2 separate regions of the Ctenopharyngodon idella genome follow, and region 1 is linked to region 2. Evidence: chromatin contacts called from public Hi-C data. All regions are on one chromosome and are shown on one strand. Each heading gives the region's core, a stretch centred on a gene start, on an enhancer-like site or on the middle of the called end of the contact. The rest is flanking DNA. Distances are from core to core; before and after follow the strand shown.

Region 1 (4,627 bases), core at 784-3,283, 350 kb after region 2:
GACATATATATAATATATTTTATCAAATAGAAAATGTATTATACAAAATTATAATACGACAAATGTGGCGCTTACCATGACACAAGGTTCTGAAATGGGCGGGGCTTAGCGACCGGACATCTCTAATTGGTCCATGCGATAGATTTAAATAAAGACTCTTCTGTTTTATTTATTAGTTTAACTTATTTATTTTTATTAGTGTCATTATTATTCAGGTGTAAATTATTGTCCAGAGTAGCACGGATATTATTATGATTTAGCTTTTTGCTCATAGTTTTTTCGGACAAAATAACATATACTACATAATATTTGTATATATAAAATAATATGATAATATAACTCAAAAAAAATATATATAAATATAAAATTTATTAAAGGGATAGTTCACCCAAAAATGAAATTTCTGTCATCATTTACTCACCCTCAAGTTGTTTCAAACCTGTATGAATTTCTTTGTTCTGCTGAACACAAAGGAAGATATTTTGAAGAAAGTTTGTAACGAGGCCACTTTGGGGCACCATTGACTTCCATAGTAGGAAAAAAAACTACTATGGAAGTCAATAGTGCCCCAAAACTGTTCAGTTTAACACATTCTTCAAAATATCTTCCTTTGTGTTCAGCAGAACAAAGAAATTCATACAGGTTTGAAACAACTTGAGGGTGAGTAAATGATGACAGAATTTTCATTTTTGGGGTGAAATATCCCTTTAAATAACTTCTATAAAATCTTCTATTTATTTATTTCTACAATGTCTAAGAACTGTTCATTTATTTCAGTACTTATTGTAATATCTCTGTATGTATTTGCTTGTGTACAAGTTTAATTTATCAGGAAGAAAATATTGAAAATGTTTATTGTGCATATCTAAAAATGTATTTTGTCAAGTGTATTAAAATTAATTTGTAACACTTTACAATAAGGTTTCATTAGTTAACTACATTAGTAAACATGAACTAACAATGAACAAAATTTCTAAAGCATGTATTAATCTCAGTTATGCTCATTTCAACATTTACTAATACATTATTAAAATCAAACGTTGTCTGCTGTGCTAATATTATTTACTGAATTGAGCTAACATGAACAGTTGTATTTTTATTAACTAGCATTAACAAAGATAAATAAATACTGTATCAAAAAATGTTAGTTAATGCATTAACTAACATTAACTAATGAAATCTTACTGTAAAGTGTTACCACTTTATTTATTATTAACTAGCCTAAAAGCTAAGAGACACAGACAAACTCCAATTCTGATTTAAGGGAAACTATAATATATTATATGATTCATTGCAGCAGAATATGTTTCGTTGACTGATTCAACTCACTCAACATAGATGATTTGGCCTTTATCATCGGTCTCTTGCTCCCATCCATATGGCAAATCTGAAGAATAAAATAAAAATAAAATCTGTTGCTTACTTAATCATTTATTGATTTGTCATCATTGCATATCAAAAATCTCTTGTAAAAGCTCTACACACTTCAATAAAGTGTATTAATCACGTTGAGATATTTCAATAGAGCTGTGATGATCTGTTATTGTTAAACCCATCCTCATACCTCCAGCACAGCGCTTCTTCTTCCCAGTTTTGGGATGCTCCCACTGGGTCTTCATTTCCTCATGGCTGAAACGAATTATGACACTTGATTTACAATGTCATCTGTCAATTATTCTATAAATCACATCACAGATACTCTTGGGTTGCTATACACTCCTATCTCTTGTATTACTAGCATTAATGAACAGTGTAAACACACATGCTCATCTCAAACGTGGGTGTTTTGTGTGTCAAACACTCACTTGGCATAATAAACCCATCCGTCTGTTGTGGATCTCTCTTCCCAGCCGGGAGGAAGCTCATCTTCACTGTCTGTATCGTCCATTCCAGCGTATTTAAGAGCTGCCATCGCGGAATGATGGTTTTAAAATAATATAACTCTTTCAACTTCTCAGTGAAATTTCGCTAACAGCAAATTCACGTTGCTGTAATCCTGCTGGACCACTTCCGCAATAATAGCATTACGACAAGCAAATGGGCGGGGCTTAGCGACCTGAGCGTGTCTAATTGGTCAGCTGCGATGGCTCTAAATAAAAACATTATTTGAATACTTGTGACTTATATTAAAGTTTATTCGTGTCATTTTTCAAGTGTAACATAATGCTTTGCCTTTATGATTCATGTTTGCAAAAGAAAATCAATATTTTTGCCTTTTTTTCTGACAAACTTACCAGATACACAAATGGAAATGTAGTAAACTTGTATTTTAAATAATAATAATAATAATAATTTAAAGATTATTCAATTATTCTAAAATTTCACATCAACTCAACATGTGTGGCCTTTTAGACATGTATATTGGCCTTTTCAAAGATTGTGATGTATCTCTTCCTCAACGGTCTTCAGAAAAAGAAAAAAAAAAGCACAAACATAGGACGTCACGTGTCACGTGGTACCTGTTTCGTTTTTCATCGCTGTTCGGGATGGACCAACCAATCTTTTGCGATTACAGCCAACGGTTTTGTTTCTTCTTCTTCTTGTTATAGACATTTCCTTTTCTATCTCATGTACGAATAGATTTAAACAAAATGACTCAGCCTGCAAATAAATGTTAATAAGATAAAAGCCGTTTTGGTATTTGAATGGGTCTCAGTGAAGGATTTTTGAGCGGCTACCGGAGCGCCGCCTGCAGGAACAAAACTTAATTAGTATTATTATTAGCAGACAATATTTAACGACCAACGATTTGAACAAGCCTTCGACTTGCTCCTAATGGTTAGTCAATACTTATAGATATTAAAACTGTGAAACAACATGACATTTAGCTCACATTTCAGATATTTCCCACCATAATGACCACACGCTTTATTTAAACCAATGTTGATATTATGAAAGTTAAAAAAAAAAAAAAATGCATAGACCTTTGTACATTACTTTATTGCTTAGTTTCATTTGAGTAACTTACGTCTTTCATAACAGCTCTTCCAGAGTTTTGGTGGCAGTAAACAGGTAAATATTACTTACACAGTCATACACCTCAGCTCATTGGACTGTTTTCACATCAACATGCTTATAAAAAAAAAATAACCAGGACAATAATAATAATAATAATAATAATACTATTGTCAGTGTTATTTCATTGTGGTGATCAAAAACAAAAATTCCTAATGACAGCTGCACATCAATTCTCAATGCGTGTATATTCTGGAGTCAATATCTAGAGAATATATAATAAATAACAATAACTAGCTGACAATGAGTAACTTCATAACCTCTGAGCTCTAAAGCCAAACTTCTATTAGCCAAATGGACTTGCGTGAACATAAAATCAGTTCATCTAAGGCCTCCGTTCAAACAATCAAAAAGTGTATGGCAAGTCCCATTATCATCAGCAGTAATGACAATTAAAATGAGATTAACTATTAACTATTCTAAACAAAAAACATTTGTCACATTCGTCCTTCGCCGCAGCACTAGAAGTGTGATTATTTATCTTTGGGAATCCATGTTTCATGAGTTCATTATTCATTTCAGATGGCATGTACAAAAATAAATTTACAAGCAAAAGAAAGGTTCACAGTGATCTTTGTCTTCGTGCGTCCAGCACTCGGTGTCATTTCATACTTTATATTTCTCTTTTGCGCTGTCACTTATTATACAGATATGCTGAAATATATAAAGAGAGATAGAGAGAAGGTGTCAATACATCATTGTGATCAGACAAACAGATAATACACAAAACTGACATCGTACTCTCAATATACACCAGGTTATGCATTGCACATTTACAACATTACATCAGAAAGGACCGGGACAAAACACTTACACTCAAATCCCTGAAATATTCATTGTAGTCTAAAGCATATCCCACGAGGAACTTGTCAGGAACTTCAAATCCAATATCTACAAGAAGAACAAGACAAGACATTTAAATATACACACACAAGGGGAAAATTAAATTATATTTAACAAGAAAGCTCAGATGTTTTGCATTATCTTCAAATTAAGCACATTCCAAAAAACATATATAAAAAATATAAATTAGAATATTTAATACTATAATTAGAATTACATAATATTTTAATGACAATTAAGCACATTCCAAAAAATATATAATATTTAATATTAGAAATAGAATTATAATATTATTTTCATGACAAATAAATTTTTTATATATATATATTATATATATATATATAAAAAAATAAAAAAAATGATTTAATATAATTATAATCAGCTAATGGAGAATATCAGAGAACATCTCTGATCAGTTTTCCACCAATCTCACAAAGAAATGTCAATCATATTTTGCCCAAAAAACATAAAAAAAAAAAACAAAAAAAAAAAACCAGCGAAGTTACATTTTGCAGATTTTTTGCTTTTATGACAATTATCAATTGTATAACAATCATGGTCCCCATAGAGGACATTATTTGACTGTCCCAACTAGAGAGGACCTGCTACACAGCAGATCAATGGTTCCCAACCTGTCAAAAACCTTTAGTTTTTGTGAGTGCTGCACACTATCAGCCACTCTCTCAACCTGCCGATCACATGGTTATGACGCAGAAGATGCGAGCATTGAAGGTTGAGAGCAGCTGAGCTAGAAGATTCCTCGTCTTCT
Region 2 (4,419 bases), core at 35-2,534:
TAATTAATGAAATAATATGTTTATTTTCTAGGTTTGGGTCCCCAAGAACAGTCACTGAGACTAAGAGAATATTTATTTCCTTTTGGGACTTTGGGCTTGTATTTATTTTTATTTTTACGCTGGCGGCTTTGTAGTTTGTGTGGCTTTTCCACAGAGAGCTGGAGCACATTTCAATATCTCCTGTGAGAATAGCCTTCGTTATTGTCTGCTCTCATGAGCTAATGCTGCTCTAGGAGAGAATCCCTGTTTATTAAGAAACCCTCCAGCAATGAGAGCCGTTTTTGAGCACTTAGAAAGACGTGCACACAGCGATTGAGCACACAGCCTATTTAACTGTAAAATAAATAAGTATAACAAGCAATACTTTACATTAACATGTTGTTACATATATGACATGCAATTACTATAATAATAATAATAATAATAAGAACAATGTGTAATTACAAGCTGCTCAGATAATTACACATTAATTATATGTTGTCCATTAATATTACACAGTACTTAACTATATGATTACTACACTGTGACATGAGCATTAATGGAAAATGTGACCATATGAAAAACGAAAAGAAAATAAATAAAAAGACATAAGTAATCAACATGTACATCAACACACCCCTTACTATAATAACCCTAAGTAGGCTATATTACTAAATAATGTTTTTTTATTATTATTATTATTTTACTTTTCTATAAACGATCATTTGATCCCACTGATGGCAAATACCTATGCACTTAATGTACATTGTTGTAAGCGATGGAGAGATGCATTGATATGTCATCATAAAACTGCTCCCCAAGCGCCTGCAGTGCCGTTAAAACAATCTAAACATGTGACTGACACACGGAGATGAAACGCTGCCCTAATGGACAGATGCAGTTAAGCTTGGCCGAAAGGCGGCGCTGTTGAGTTTTGAAACCGCATGTCCGCTCATATGTAAGGGCTTCCCGACCACGTTTTGTGGGACAGTCGAAAAAAAAAAAAAAAACATCTAATAAATGAATATATTCACATTAAAACAACATAAAGAAGCGTACTCTGTTGAGACCATGTGGACATTTTAATTGGTTCAGTTACATCTGTCATTAACATATTCGTTGTGAAATTCTTCCTCTTCAATCTTAATATTATTAATAATATTCATATATATATATTATATATATATATATATATATATATATATATATATATATATATATATATAATGAATATATAAATATGAATATATATATATATATATATATATATATATATAATATTACCCTTTAAACATAGCATTGTTTTTGTATAGTTACAGTAAGTGTAAATTATCTTTTAAAGAGTAGGTATTGATATATAAAATAATATAAGCATGTTGTTTTGATCATGCATCATTTCATACTGTTAGATTTTAAACTCTTATATGAAAAAAATACAAGAAATACAGAAGCTTTACATACCAAAAAAAGAAAAACAAATGTCCATAAAGAGTTAAAGTCGTCGTTAAGCTCTCTGTCAGTTCTGACAGTTCGGAAAACTTTTGTTTCTTCTCTAGTATGTAAATTGACCCTCCGATTCAGCGAGCCTATTGGCTACGAGTCCGAGTCAATTTCGTATTTCAAACCTGACGTCAGGGCGGCTATAAAACTCAGCATTGCTTTTATACTCCTATGCTCGGTGATCCTTTAAAAACTCTAGAACAAGCCCGGAGTACTTTTTTTCCCCCAGCCAAGCATCCAATTGCCAATCACATACATGTTACGGTCTTCGTTTCAACGAAACTATTGAAAAAAGAAAAAAAAACAAAAAACCCGAAGCCATGCAGTGTTAAATGTTCGCGACTCAAACGCGTCGACACTCGCGTACAAAGAGAGGGGAACTGGAGACGCGCGCGCTCCTGCGTCTGTGCGCGAGAGGCGAAAACGCGTCAATTTAAAAAATAAACCGGCGCTCGCGAAGCCTTTTCTTTGCTTTTGAAGAATTAAATAAAGAAATCAAGCTGGCTCACGCTGTCTCGAACCCGACCACTTTGACAGCTGCTCTTCACCCCCTTTGGAGGACTGTCAACAGCAAAAGGATGGCATCAGAACTGGCAATGAGCAGCTCCGACCTGCCCACCAGTCCCCTGGCCATGGAATATGTTAATGACTTCGATCTGATGAAGTTTGAAGTGAAAAAGGAGCCGGTGGAGCCCGATCGCAGCATCAGCCAGTGCAGCCGCCTGATCGCCGGGGGATCCCTGTCTTCCACCCCGATGAGCACGCCTTGCAGCTCGGTTCCCCCTTCCCCAAGCTTCTCGGCGCCCAGTCCGGGCTCCGGGAGCGAGCAGAAGGCGCACCTGGAGGATTTTTACTGGATGACCGGTTACCAACAGCAGCTCAACCCGGAGGCTTTGGGCTTCAGCCCCGAGGACGCAGTGGAGGCGCTGATCAACAGCAGTCACCAGCTCCAGAGCTTCGACGGCTATGCTAGAGGGCAGCAGTTTACCAGCGCAGCCGGCCCGGGAGGCGCCATGGCCGGCGAGGAGATGGGATCCGCCGCCGCGGTGGTCTCCGCGGTCATCGCCGCAGCAGCAGCCCAGAACGGGGCACCGCACCACCACCACCATCACCACCACCACCCGGCCGGCCACCATCCGACGCCCGGGGTGCAGTCCAACGGCAACTCCGTCGGCCACCAGCACATGCACCTGGACGATCGCTTCTCGGACGAGCAGCTGGTGACCATGTCCGTGCGCGAGCTCAACCGCCAGCTCCGGGGGGTCAGCAAAGAGGAGGTCATCCGACTCAAACAGAAGAGGAGAACCCTCAAAAACAGAGGCTATGCGCAGTCGTGTCGCTACAAGAGGGTCCAGCAGAGGCACGTCCTGGAGGGCGAGAAGACCCAGCTCATGCAGCAGGTGGACCACCTCAAGCAGGAGATCTCCAGACTGGTGCGCGAGAGAGACGCGTACAAAGAAAAATACGAGAAGCTCATCAGCAGCGGCTTCCGAGAAAACGGATCCAGCAGCGACAACAACCCGTCGTCCCCGGAGTTTTTCATGTGAGTTTATCGGCACTTAATAGAGCAGCGATGTGCAAAAGTTTCGCACGCGCTTTATTCTCGCTGTGTTGGATTGGGCGCGCGCGGGGCAGTAGCCTAACTTTTTTTTTATTACTCGTATTATTTTTTCGCAAAATTTAGATAACGGAGTGCATTGTAAATTTAATCGGATAACAATGAAGAAATCAAGCTTTAGAGTTTAGCTTTTGGACAATAGGACATTTTCCATTTTTTGTTGTTTTTCTGTTGAAACTGTAATATGTGAACGTGCTTTCATTTGATATTTCCCATGTTGTCCTATGCCTCGTCTTGCGTAACTTTTAAGTTCACATTTTTGTAAAGTTCAAGTGACACATGCTGGTTACATGAGCACACACTGGCTGAATGAGTGTTTGACTGACATTGTGTTCATTAGAAACTACATCACATTCTGTGTTGTTGTGAAGAACTCATTCAATATTGTATTTATTTGTGTATGATATCGACCCCACATGCTGGTCATGTTGGCTGACGATGTTTTACCTTTTTTTTTGTTGTTGTTTCTTTTACCTGAACGAACTGAACTGAAATGCTCCGACATTACATTCATTTTCTCATTGTCTGGTTTCGTCCACTTTTTTGGGACTATGAGCAAAAAAGTGTGAGACATCTTTTCATATCCTACATGAAACATTGCCTTTCATTTTTGTACAACACCTTCAGCGATGAAACGTGTGTTTTTGGCAAGAAGAATGATTCTGTGTATGATTATCCTGTTTCGGATGAAGAGACATTTCATAAACCCCACTGAAACAACTGTAACTTACACTTAAGACTGATTAATTTGACAAATATGTCACTCCACATAAATATGTGACATAAATGAGCGATTTCAAACTGTTCAATGGACTAAAGTGTTTATAATTATTCTCATTAAAGAGAGGAATCTTGTATCAATGAAGAATGAAGAGTATGTCTTGGCACGCGCTCGAAATACTGCACTTAAAACTTAGCATATTTTAGGATTTGCCTCAAATTATTACATTATAGAATATTTAAATATTTTGGAGCTCGTTGCTTTAAAACATTTTACTTGCATCAGGTGGCAAATAAAACCTTTCATAAACGTAATAATACCAGTGTATCCTAACATATATGTTTTATTATTTGATATCGATTAATTGACAAATATTGACTGTACAAACTGGAGCATCGTAGTTCATCAATAAATGTTAAAAATGTAAAATCAAATGTTCTCGTGTTATTCATTAGAGTACGCCTAAAATGTGACATTCTTGCTGAATAGAGTATTTAATATCACATGCTGATTGGGAAAAGAAATAAGCGTTTTTGATTTTTAATGTCTAATAGTTTTGAGGAAAGTTCACGAATTCACTTGTTGCCGCGTGACTGTTCGT

Evidence for each region. Hi-C and Micro-C count contacts between places; a contact is called where the count stands out from the background.
Region 1: a Hi-C map of muscle shows a contact between it and region 2, with 5 times the contacts expected there. The contact joins the promoter of wwox here to the promoter of mafb in region 2. A contact is called at or near these places in 2 of 2 Hi-C or Micro-C datasets (both in muscle).

Annotation. Positions count from the first base shown.
Region 1 is chr24:26,991,958-26,996,584 of HZGC01, forward strand. It overlaps wwox (WW domain containing oxidoreductase), which reads right to left and starts at 2,034. Exons shown (of 9, transcript XM_051883600.1): 1 at 1,806-2,034; 2 at 1,565-1,629; 3 at 1,330-1,387. The coding sequence starts at 1,912. hprt1l (hypoxanthine phosphoribosyltransferase 1, like) reads right to left here. Exons shown (of 9, transcript XM_051883635.1): 8 at 3,830-3,906; 9 at 2,922-3,669. The coding sequence ends at 3,622.
Region 2 is chr24:26,647,451-26,651,869 of HZGC01, forward strand. mafb (v-maf avian musculoaponeurotic fibrosarcoma oncogene homolog b (paralog b)) reads left to right here and starts at 1,285. Exons shown (of 3, transcript XM_051883607.1): 1 at 1,285-3,022. The coding sequence starts at 2,058.